Regions from separate parts of the Mus musculus genome. Here region 2 is linked to region 1. Evidence: chromatin contacts called from public promoter capture Hi-C data. All regions are on one chromosome and are shown on one strand. Each heading gives the region's core, a stretch centred on a gene start, on an enhancer-like site or on the middle of the called end of the contact. The rest is flanking DNA. Distances are from core to core; before and after follow the strand shown. Region 1 holds the start of Dennd2a (DENN/MADD domain containing 2A). Region 2 holds the start of Slc37a3 (solute carrier family 37 (glycerol-3-phosphate transporter), member 3).

Evidence for each region. Capture Hi-C pulls out chosen DNA fragments and counts their contacts.
Region 2: a promoter capture Hi-C map of liver shows a contact between it and region 1. The contact joins the promoter of Slc37a3 here to the promoter of Dennd2a in region 1. A contact is called at or near these places in 8 of 39 promoter capture datasets (the 3T3-L1 cell line, 3T3-L1-derived adipocytes, the HPC-7 cell line and 4 more), 8 of 484 Hi-C or Micro-C datasets (the C2C12 cell line, cerebral cortex, embryonic stem cells and 2 more), 9 of 115 datasets of contacts at active chromatin or transcription factors (bone marrow-derived macrophages, cardiomyocytes, embryonic stem cells and 3 more) and 5 of 9 other capture datasets (adipose tissue, bone marrow-derived macrophages, embryonic stem cells and 2 more).

The regions. Positions count from the first base shown.
Region 1 is chr6:39,554,074-39,560,024 of GRCm38.p6, forward strand. It overlaps Dennd2a (DENN/MADD domain containing 2A), which reads right to left and starts at 3,761. Exons shown (of 19, transcript NM_172477.4): 1 at 3,502-3,761.
Region 2 is chr6:39,375,341-39,381,291 of GRCm38.p6, forward strand. It overlaps Slc37a3 (solute carrier family 37 (glycerol-3-phosphate transporter), member 3), which reads right to left and starts at 2,367. Exons shown (of 15, transcript NM_028123.3): 1 at 2,279-2,367. It also overlaps a transcript of Rab19 not described here.

The sequences.
Region 1 (5,951 bases), core at 2,511-5,010:
CCCAGCTGGGTTCTCCAGCGACTGCCACAACTGGTTTGCTGTATTGGACTCCAACCACTGGAACCATTAGCTCCAAATAAACTCTTTCTTCTATACGTTGCCACGGTCATGGTGTTTTATCAAAGCGATAGAAAAAGCACTAATACAGAAGGCTGAGGAAAAGGACCAGTAAGGCTCTGCATGCTGATACACTGTCTCATAGTCAAAGAGGCAAAGAAACTTAACGGGGCACAGAGTGCCGGGGAGATAGCTCAGCAGTTAAGAGTACCAGCTGCTCTTCCAGAGGACTCAGGTTTGATTCCCGGCATCCACATGGCAGTTCACACTCATCTGTAACTCCAGTTTCAGGAGATCCAATCCTCTTCTCTGTCCTCTACGACTGCCAGGCTTACGCGTGGTACATGGACACACACGCAGGCAAACACCCATACACATGGAAGTTTCAAACAAATGAAAGGAAGAGAGAGAAAAGACATGTGATGGAGAGAGCAGAACCCACACTTCCTCAATGCCAATAACGTGAGATCTGTCATGAAGCTTACAGGGCTCAATAACAAGGCTGTGGCCACGGACTCTGCAGGCTGTCAGCCTCGGGCGGATGTCAGCGGGAAGGGTCACTAAGAAACCTGTGCACGCTGTGTAGGACTTCCCAGCTCATTCTTTCTGAAACTTCACCTTGTGCAAACAGCACCCCCATGGTTGGGACCTCTCTTGGGCAGAGGAGTTCAGATCTGCTGAATCCTGCCCTCCCCTTTAGATTCAGACCCAGAATTAAGGCCGGAGGGCAGAGGATCTGGGCCGCATCAATCAGGAAGGAAACCGAAATGCTGCTCTCAAGGCTACACCCCAGCTGACACTCCACCCTGACCAAATCCAGACTGTTCTCGTGTTTTCTCTCTCTCTCTCTCTCTCTCCCTCTCTCTCTCTCTGCCTTATCTGTGTTTATCATTTTGTTTACGTATGAGGACTTTATTTTTCCCCCTCTGTCGCTCTCTACTCTTTACATGAAGTTCCTCTGATGAACTCCCAGTTGAGTTCAATTCCAGGAAAAAATTTGTTCTGAAAGTTCATTTGTATGCTTTCTGTTGTCCCCAGTCCAAAGCTATGCAATCTAGTGCATTTTTTGTTTGTTCCTAAGCTGCCAGAAAACTGGAAGCCAAGTTCATTGTCCAAGTGCTGTAATCTGCTCCATTCACGCCATTCAAAATGTCGCCCCTCTTCTGCCCTCTCCTGCTGAACATCTCTGGCGTTGGTTTTAGTTTAAGTAACCTCATCCCGTGCCCACACCCATCACCCTTGCCTACTTTTCAACCTCCAGACCCCATCCATTTCTCTTGCCTTACCACTGCCATGCAACAGGGCTGCAAAGCCTGGGTCTCACTGGCCTCAAGGCCAGAGTGAGCTTTCTAAAACACAAAGCCGGTCCATCATTCCTACTCAGAGGAACTCCTCCTTCCACATTCCACCTTGCCCTGCCTTGCTGAGACAGACAACAGACAGACAGACAGACGCATGCACAATGGAGGCGGCAGGAAGAAAGGGAGAGGCTCTGACTCCATGCTGCAGACACACGGGTTCTCCCCCATGCCTGCCTCTCTGGCCTTTGGGTGACTTTGCTGTCTCCTCTGTCCCAGATAACCTTCCCTGCACTTTCATGGTGGAGTGACTCCCAGGGCATCCACAGGCATCCTCTCTGGATTCTCCTGGTTCTACAGCATACAGCATGAATAGCCAGGCCAGACTGGAATGGTAGCTTCTGGTACCAACATGTCCCCAGTCACCAGCACGCAGACCCATTTATATGAGTGAAGTAAGACCTGGCAGGTGCATCTTCCAGAATGAACATCCAGACACGAAGCTCTCTGCCAGTCCCTTATTACCATCCCTTACAGTCTCTGAGGAATGGCAAGTTGGCTCAGCCTGATGTCCTGAAAGTTCAATCCTGACCACCCACACGATGGGAGGGCAGAACTGACTCCTACAAATTGTCTTCTGATCTACATACATGACTAGTAGCACATACACAATAAATAAAAATGCAATAAAATTATTTTAATTTAAAAAATAGTCTCAGAGCTGGAGACATAGCTTAGTTGGTAGAGAACTTACTGAGCAAGCAGGAAGCCCCAGGTTTGACCCCAGACATCTCATAAAGGTTTGTGCCACACTCCCGTAATTCTAGTGTTTTGGAGGTAGACTCAGGGACTAGAGAGATGGCTCATCAGTTAAGAGCACGAGCTCGGGCTGCTCTTCCAGAGGACCTGGGTTCAATTCCTAGCACTCACATAGCAGCCCACAACTGTGTGTAACTAACTCCAGTCCTAGAGGATAGGCACTAGAGCGGCCGTGGGCACTGCATGAACATGGTGTACAGACATACATTCAGGGAAACTCATAAAGATATAGTACATTTAAAAAAATTAATTCAAAATCAAGTTCAAGGTCTGTCTAAGCTACCTGAGACCCTGCCTCAAACAAACAAGTCCCTGAACTGAGCCTGCCTGCCTACCAGTAATCCTGAATTTAGAGAGTTAAGACAAAAGGGAGGACTTTAAGTTTGAGGCCAGCCTGGGTCACATACTGAGACCCTGTCTCAAATAAATAAACTGTCTGTTTCTGTTTGCCTTCTGCTTCCTCTCTGAATCTCCAACTCTCTCCTCTGTGGTCCATTCCCTAAAGAGCCTATTCAACTCTTCAGGTGTTTGGTACTGAAGGAGAAAGGCTTTTCTATAGTAACCACAGCAGGTGCAAGTGTTTCATAACAAATTACTGTAAAGTGCCTATTATAACACTATTACCACACTCCACAATTACCTGTCTTTTGGGGAGCTATAGTCACAACCCTGAAAGCCATCAGAGCACCCGGCCAGAAGTCAGCCTGCTCCTTCCTCAGCAGGCTGGTTAAATTAGGGTCCCAGCTCTCTCCTTGTTCCAATCCAGGGCCAAAGGAAGGCACTCCTTAGCTTCCTGTGTCTGCCCCTCACTACAGGATTCCGGGCGCTGAGCTCCCTCTGGCTCAGTGGTCTGACTCCATATCACAGTGACTCTCCTGCACAGGACTATATCCTGTGTGGTTAAGAGACTTACCCTGGGCTCCATCTACTCCCAACTCCATCCTTGGGGAGGAAAGTGGGAGAAGTAAACTTCAACGTACCCCACTTTCCACCACGACAAATCCCGACTAGAGCCGCCTGGACTCCCCCACCCCAGCGTACACACTCGGTCTCACACGCGCGTACTCACTCACAGCCGCCCGGGAGCTCCGGCACAGCGCAGGGCCGGGCTCTGCCCAGTTTCTGCAAGTTTCTTCGGCCCTGAAGTTAGCCCGACCCGGGAAAGAGCTGTGGATCGCTTCCTGCGCGGGTCCCCAGGGCCCCGCTGAAGCGTCCCCAGCGCCGCCTGCGAGGAGCCCCGGCTTGCGCCTGCAGTCTCCTCGTCGCCCCCGCGCGTACCCTCCCGGGTCTCCCCCGAGGTCGCCCGCACTCCGGCGCCCAGCCCTACCTCTCTACGGGCGTCGGCTCCGCGGGTTCTGGGGCGCAACTCGCGGTCGCCCGGGGCAGGGGCGGCGGGGGCCTGGGGCGCCATGGCCCGCTGCCCTCCGCGCCTTTGTCCGCGCGGCCTCCCCCGGCCGCCGCGAGCCCCTCGGGTCCCCGCCGCGCGCGCTCCCGTCCGGTCCCCGCCGCCTCCGGCCTCGGAGGCGTGCTGCGTCTCCTCTGGCCTCCCGCGCGCGCGGCCCCTTCCTCTGCCCTGGGCTGCGCCGCGACCGTCTGCAGTGACGCGCGCCCCCTCCTCCCGACCCATCCCGCGGCTCCAGTGAGCTAATCCGCAGCTGGCGGGCGCCCGGCCGGTTGCCACAGCAACCACTCTCCCAGGGCCCGCCGCCGAGGGGAGCCACGGTAAACAGGACCTTCTGCCGCACTCACTCGCCCCCTCGCCTTTCGAGGGGTGGGGGAGACGGTGGCTTAACCTTTTCTGTGCTGAAGATCGCCGAACCGGTTCTCTGCTACCCCGACTGAGGTCCATTCTTGAGATGCGCTTAGCCAGGGGCCGAGAACCAGATTTAGACAGCACCAAAGCCGTAGCCACACTCCCTGCCCTTGCTTTGTTTCTGAGCAGTTAGGGTGGACGCCTCAGGCAGAATTGGGCTCCACATTTGCCCCCAAGCAACTGACAGTCATGAGATAGGCCTTCGAGGCCCAGTTTGCCCATAAGCAACAACTCACAGTCATGAGACAAGCTATTTGGACCCAAGGGTCCATATTTGCCCCTAAGCAACTCAGGAGCCTGGGCCATAAGGATCCAGGGGCCCACCTCCCTACAGAAGGGTACAGAATGGGTCCCAAGCCCTGGTCAGGAAAAGTGATCAGAGAACTGGCTTTCTACAGCACACCGGTCCCACGGTCCCACGGTTCCACGGTCCCACGGTCCCACGTACACAGGGTGCAGTCAAAGCACTCACACAGGAGGTTTTTAAGACAGTAGGATTGCCAAATTGGGGGGCTGGTGAGATGGCTCAGTGGGTAAGAGCACCCGACTGCTCTTCCAAAGGTCCAGAGTTCAAATCCCAGCAACCACATGGTGGCTCACAACCATCCGTAATGAGATCTGACTCCCTCTTCTGGAGTGTCTGAAGACAGCTACAGTGTACTTACATATAATAAATAAATAAATCTTAAAAAAAAAAAAAAAAAAAGGATTGCCAAATTGGAGTCCACTTGAAAATGCTGTGGGGGCCTTAAGGGAGCCAACACAGGCTGGGGCATTCTCTGGGGCTTTGGTGACCAGCGATAGTGAATCAGTTATAGAAGGTGGAGAAACAGGGCAAGAAAAGACAGCCTGAAAAGAGGGAAGAGTGTGACTGGTGTTGTGGGGGTGTCACATTATGGTATTTGGGGGACCCTTAAGTGGGAGGGAATAAGGATCGATGGGTAGGCCTGGAGGGATTCAAGTGGCCTGGGCAGAATTTGAATATTATGCTAAAGGCAAAGGGGTCCAAGCAGAGAAACACCAGATGCTAAGTGCTCAGGCCTGACAGTGACAATTTATCTGCCCTGAGGGTAGGTGCCAGCCAGTCTCCTTCCTGGCTATTAGAGACCTTCAAGAGTAGCCTAATGGCCTAAAGCTTAGGTTGGGGTGGCCAGTTGGGGGTGGGATAGGTACAGACCCAGAGTCTTACAACTTCACAAAGTGGGTCCTCAGAAGAAAACTAGAGCTTCATATAAAGAGGAAACCAGGCGAGGCATGTCTGTAACCCAACACTCAGGAGACTGAGGCAGGAGATCTCTAGTCTGTGTGCAGGGGGTGAGGTATGGTAATGAGAGTGGACTTCAGACACCAGGGAACTGGGACTTAAAGTTCCAGGCGAAACAAAGTTGCATGTCCTTCATAGTTGAGGGGTTTGCTCATTGCAGGAGATCGTTGAGGCCTTCCTAAATTCTTCATGCCACACCCGTTTCAATGAAGCACTGTAGACTCTCAGAACAGACATTTGCCAAGTGTAAGCTTTTTTTTTTTTAAAGTGTTAGCATTCAAAGTATTGCTTTGTTTGCATCTTTCTAAGTTCTCCCTTTCTAAATAAAGATCAAAGGCTTGGCTTCTTGGGGGTTAATTAGTCCCAGGGCCACAGGGTACCCCACAGCATCAAACTGGCAAAGTTCAATGGGAACTGGGCCAAGAGCCCAGCTGGCTGCCTCCCCCAGCCCAAAGCACATAAGAGCCTAGGAGCCTTTGAGTGTCTGGCTTTCAGATAGCCAGTCGCATCTTAGGTGGACATGACAAAGCACGGGCTGAGGACTCAGTCCTTTGACAATTCCCAGGCCACAGTTTTATCACATGGAATACTGCACTCTAGCTCTCCTTAGGAAACCACATCTCTGCCTGACCTGTGGGTCAGAGTTTGATGAATGTTACTGGGCCCTTTCCATCCCAGTCTCCTCACTTTCATTGCTCTG
Region 2 (5,951 bases), core at 1,117-3,616, 180 kb before region 1:
CATTTTAAAAACCAGTGGCTTTCTCTGTTCTAAGTCCACAGTGTCCCCAGAGCTCTTGGACAGAGGGAAAAAAAAACCTTTGTCAATGATTTATTTAGTTGAATGCCTATAAGGCACCAGGAAACTGATAGGTACTTTGCAAATATAGTCATAGTCAGCTCTCTGCATATTTTTCAGATGTGTAAATGGAAAAGAGAAAACACCTCAGGCTTTGTAAAACCTGATAATTAGAATTACCTCTTGAATTACAGCTTAATCTCTCTGGTATGTAGTTTGGGATGGGAAAAGTCCAACTTATAAACAAATGTGGCTCCCTAACATCCTCAAATGTACAGAGCTGGCAATCATCTGGCTCCCAAGGGTCTGATTTTTACATGTACGAAGTAAAAGGATAACCTGTACTCAGAGTGCTGGTCTGTAGGCAAGCACTTGACCGCTGGGTGAGTCTGGCCCTTTCACAGTTCTGCATACGCTGGCTATCACTTGTGTGCCAACCAACGCTCACACATACACAGTATCTTTCTGATCTCTCATCATCTAACTAGAAGCTATTCACTGATACCAGATACATCTTTTCTCTTTCCAAGACTCGAGTCTTCCCAGGTGTATACTCCTATAATCCCAGCAGGGAGATTCCAAATGTGAGAGAATATGAGGCCAGCCTAGATTACAGAGCTGCAAAGCACACATTCATTTGAGAGCCTGCTTTAAAAGCATGGTCTAGCCGGGCAGTGGTAGTGCATGCCTTTAAGCCCAGCACTTGGGAAGCAGAGGCAGGTGGATTTCTGAATTCGAGACCAGCCTGGTCTACAGAGTTTCAGGACAGCCAGAGCTATATAGAGAAACCCTGTCTCAAAAACAAAACAAAACAACAAAAAACGCATGGTCTAGTTCAGTGGTAGAGTGCTTGACCAGCACCCATGGCACCTGACTACCAACCCTAGCACTCCAGAGACAGGAAGATTAGAAGGTCAAGGACATCTTCAGTTACACAGGGAGATGGTGATTACCTGGACTATTCGACACTTGTCCGTGCACTTGCTCGCTCTCTCTCTCTCTCTCTCTCTCTCTCTCTCTCACACACACACACACACACACACACACACACTTTTTCTTAAAACTGCCGCATTACCACAGATGTTAAGGACTTAGCTAGCTGTTTCAGGGTTCCTAAAACCACATCCATTTATACCAGGGTTCCTAAGGCCAACTTCTCCCTATTTTCTTTCAAAGACAACTACTTTCTCCTCTGCCCTTCAGACAAAGCCCTAATCGTGCCAGTTATCACTGCAACAACAGCATGTCATCCTCACTTGAGGACCAGGCACTCATCCAAAACCTTAAACAATGAGCACTGAACTGCTCCTGAAAAACAGAGAACTCTGACACTAAAGGTCAAGTCCATTTACTTCACTTCTTTCCTCACTTAAGGATTAAATGAAAGGATTTACTGTGTGTTTAGGGCAGACTCTGTTTTACTTACAAGGAACATCTGGCAAGTGGCAAAAGAATAATTCAACTACCACAGTAGTCGAGGTGTTCTCTTCATCAGTGATTGTTTCGTAAACAGAAATGTGAGTGAAGACATCAAGCAATGGCTAAAGAGGCTCGCCCTGGCAACTAGGTATCCTCTAAACATTTCAGTAAAATATCACGGCATCGCTTAACATATTGCAGAAAATGTTAAAAGTGGACACATCCCCATTGTCTTATCAAAATTAAGAACAGGCCACACTCTACAAATAAGAACAACCAAAGTCTGACATTCGAATAAGAAGCAGAGCCGAATTCCCTGAGGTCGTGGCAGTTACTCGAAAACAAACCCCTAGTTTTTCCACGAAGTCAATTCTCCCTCTGACCTCCGTGCATCCTATCCAAACGCCTCCCACCCTACCTGAAACGTGGCCCTCCTCTTGCTAAACCATGAACCCTTTCCTTGGGTTTCATTTTCTTCCGTTCAAACGTCCCATGAGCCAAGATCGGTGGGCCGAGGGGAACAAGTACCCCCTACCCGGGAGGTCTGCGTGGGCTGGGCTGGGCCACCTTCCCTCTCTGGTGTCTGGTGTCCTCCTCCCTCTGCGGTGCACACAGCCTCGGGACTGCACAGCGGCAGCACCAGGAGCTCCGGTGGGGTCCCGGTGGGGGTCTGGTGGGGGCCAGCTGCCAGCGGCGCCCGAGCCGCCACACCCACCAGCTGTCCGCGCTTCCCACGCCCGAAGCCCACCGCGCGCCCAACCCGGCCAGGACCCCAAGCACCCGAGCGCACGCAGGCTCGCACCTGAGACCCGCCGAAGAACCCGCTCCGCTAGACTCCGCTCCCGCCGCCCCCGCCGCCACCTCACCCAGCGGGATGTGGCCAGAGCTTCCGGACGCTCACGTGACCTCGGGGACAGGTGCATGCCGGGAGCTGTAGTCCGCCAGTGCCGCTTTACCTGCGAGCTGTAAAGTCCACTGGTTGGGTTTAACTGAGCTCCTGCAGGAAGGGACTAGGTCCAGAAATGTTAGCGGAGAAAAGCAACGAGTGAGAGATATCATTTGAGAAGAACCGATAGGCTGACCATTTTTTCAAGAGGAGGCGTTATTCTGTTTTAGACTCTTGTTTAATTAAATGCAGTTGTCCATATAGGTAGGAATAGTCATTCACCTGTTTGTATTCACAGCTCTGCACCCCATTGCCATTGCACCAAAATAAATAGTTCGTATTAAGATCCCCAGCAGCGTAGCTGGAAAGATGATTAAATACATACATATGTACGTACATACATACATCTGTGCATTTTTTTTTTTAAAAAAGATTTATTTATTTATTATATGTAAGTACACTGTAGCTGTCTTCAGACACTCCAGAAGAGGGCGTCAGATCTTGTTACAGATGGTTGTGAGCCACCATGTGGTTGCTGGGATTTGAACTCTGGACTTCGGAAGAGCAGTCGGGTGCTCTTACCACTGAGCCATCTCACCAGCCCACATCTGTGCATTTTTAAAAATGGAACTGTAGAGGGCTGGTGAGATGGCTCAGTGGGTAAGAACTGCTCTTCTGAAGGTCCGAAGTTCAAATCCCAGCAACCACATGGTGGCTCACACCATCAGTAATGAGATCTGACTCCCTCTTCTGGAGTGTCTGAAGACAGCTACAGTGTAATTACATATAATAAAAATAAATAAATCATTTTTTAAAAAATGGAACTGGAGAGACGGCTCAGCAGTTAAGAGCAGTGACTGCCCATCTAGGAGACTTAGATTTGGTTCCATGGTGACTCACACTCTAGTTCCAGAGGACCTGACACCCTCATCTGGCCTCCGTGAACATGACACACACAGAGACATACAAAAACACATAAATAAAAATAGAAAGGGGGAGAGGAAGACGTGGAGGAGGAGAAAGAGGAGAGAAGGAAGATTCCCGTGCTACCACCCAGTTTCCTCTTTCAGGGCATCCAAGGCCAGGTAGTAAGAACGCTTCCACCCGGCGCACGCCTTTAGTCCCAGCACTCGGGAGGCAGAGGCAGTCGGATTTCTGAGTTCGAGGCCAGCCTGGTCTACAAAAGGCACTCCTGGACCTGGGTTCATTTCACAGTTAATCTTATGTCTTCGGTGACATCCACCAAACTCTTCTTGACTTACAGACCAGCTTTTAGCTAAACTTTACTAAAACCCTGAAGGGTTTTGGTTAGGAAAACTGAAGCCACAGCAATAGACCCAAGATCCCCCAGCAGAGGAGACGCTGGAGTAATGAGCTAATGCAGAAAGTCTTAGGGTCACCTAAAAGTAACTCAGCAGCCCCAAACACAGTTTATTATTTGTTTGTTTTACAGCTTAGGTGCACACCGTAAGGGGGCGGGGGCTGGAGAGCTGGTTGCTCTTCCAGAGAACCTGAGTTAAATCCCCAGCACCTACATGGTACCTCACATCTGTCTATAACTCCAGGGGATCTGACCTCCTCCAGCACAGGGCATGCACGTGGTGCACAGACATATGTGCAAGCCAAATACCTTACACTGCAAAATAAAAGAAGAAACAAGTAGGGAGAGTCAGGTAAGGGAGGGACACACCCACCTAGGTTGCCAAGGAAGCGCCTGGGGTAGAAGAGGATGTGGGCAAAAAGCAAAACCTAGTAAGTAGATTTCCAGATTGTATGCGGTTCAGCCTTCCTCTTGTGGATTTAAAGGGAAGTTGAAGAGGAGATGACGGTGCTGGGGGTGTTTCAGAGATTAAGAGCAGCTGCTGTTCTAAAAACCTGAGCTCAGTCCCCAGCACCCAGACCAGGCAGCTCACAACCTGCCATAACTCTAGTTCCAAGCAATCCTATGCCTTTTCCTGGTCTCCTTGGGCACCCGAACGTATGGCAGGCACACATAGATTAACACACTCATTCACATAAGTAAGGATTAATTAATTGATTGAAAAAAAATAAAAATGAAGTAGAAAGGCCTCGGATGGGTCTTTGATTTCCACCTCTAGGTGCTCTCCCAGTGTGTGATGCGGGCTGGGTCTGAGACAGTTGCCTTAAACAGCGATCAAAAACAAAACAAGAAACCGTTTGCAGCTCCCCTCTCTGACACTGACGTTGCAAGTCTTCGTTTCCTGCCCCAGCCCACACATTTGCGGTGTATCTTGACCTACAACCAGTTTCCAAGTTATACATGTGACAGTGGCTCTGAAAGCCACAGCCAGCAGCAGCATGTGACAGTGTCTTTTTCTCTGGACAGAGTGAGAAACTAACATAATGTTGGGTTACCTTGCTTAAAAGAGAGATTCTTGAAAAAATCGTGTGGATGGGTTAAGATGAGTCACAACTTAAAGGTTATTTGAAGGCATCACAGACAAGATGTTCTTTTTTGTTTGTTTGTTTGTTTGTTTTGTTTTTCGAAACAGGGTTTCTCTGTGTAGCCCTGGCTGTCCTGGAACTCACTCTGTAGACCAAGCTGGCCTCAAACTCAGAAATCAGCCTGCCTCTGCCTCCCAAATGCTGGGATTAAAGGCGTGTGCCACCACACCCGGCTTGACATGATGTTCTTGAATGAGGAACAATCATCTCCCATTTCAGGCCTGCATGACAAGAACGCTGGGAACTGAACTCAAGAAGAACAGTAAGCATTCTTATCCATGGAGCCATCTTTCCAGCTTGACAATCTAGTTCTTATGATAGGCTCTGAAGGTAGTTAATTATCAAAGTCTAGAATTGATAGAGTCTTTGGGTAGAAATAGGAAATTTACCTCAGATCTTTGCTCTTACTGCCAGCATCAAGGACTAATTGGCTCTAAGTTTTCTCACACTTAAAAATTAGCCTCTGCTGTGTGGTAAAAGTTCTACATAACACTCTCTCCCTACACCCCCCACATGCAGTAAAGCACCTTTATTTTATTCATTATTTTATTTTAGGGCTAGAAACAGAACCCAGGACCTTGCACTTCCTAGGCAAATATTCTACCATTAATCTAAATCCCCAACTGCACTACGTTCTTTTAATTTGGGGCCTTTTTGTTTGGTTGGTTTGGGATTTTTTTTTTCTTTTGCTTGTATCTATTTGGCATGTGTACCTGTCTTCATGCATGTATGTGTGGTCAGAGAACAACTTGCCACTAGCTGGGTCCTGGAGCTAGAACTCAGGTCTTCTAGCTTGGCAGCCTTTACCTATGGAGGCATCTTGTGGACCCTCGCTTTACTTTGTTAAGTTGCTTGAGCACCTCCTTTCTTCTCAAAACAAGTCACTCAAGACCCAGATCAGTATCTTCCTTTAAGTCGCGGTCATCTCAGTTAACAGCCGCTCAGCCCAGCCAAACAAGCGGATCAGGAAGGATGTTCGATGAAGGATGCAGAGCAAAAGAAGGAACAGGGTAGCTTAGCGGGTGTCTGTTGAGTGAAAGGCGATTCTTCTCTGTGCTTTCTCCTGATCTGATGAACACTGGCAGGAAAGCTAGCTGTCTGCGCTGGGCCCTGTACCTGGCCA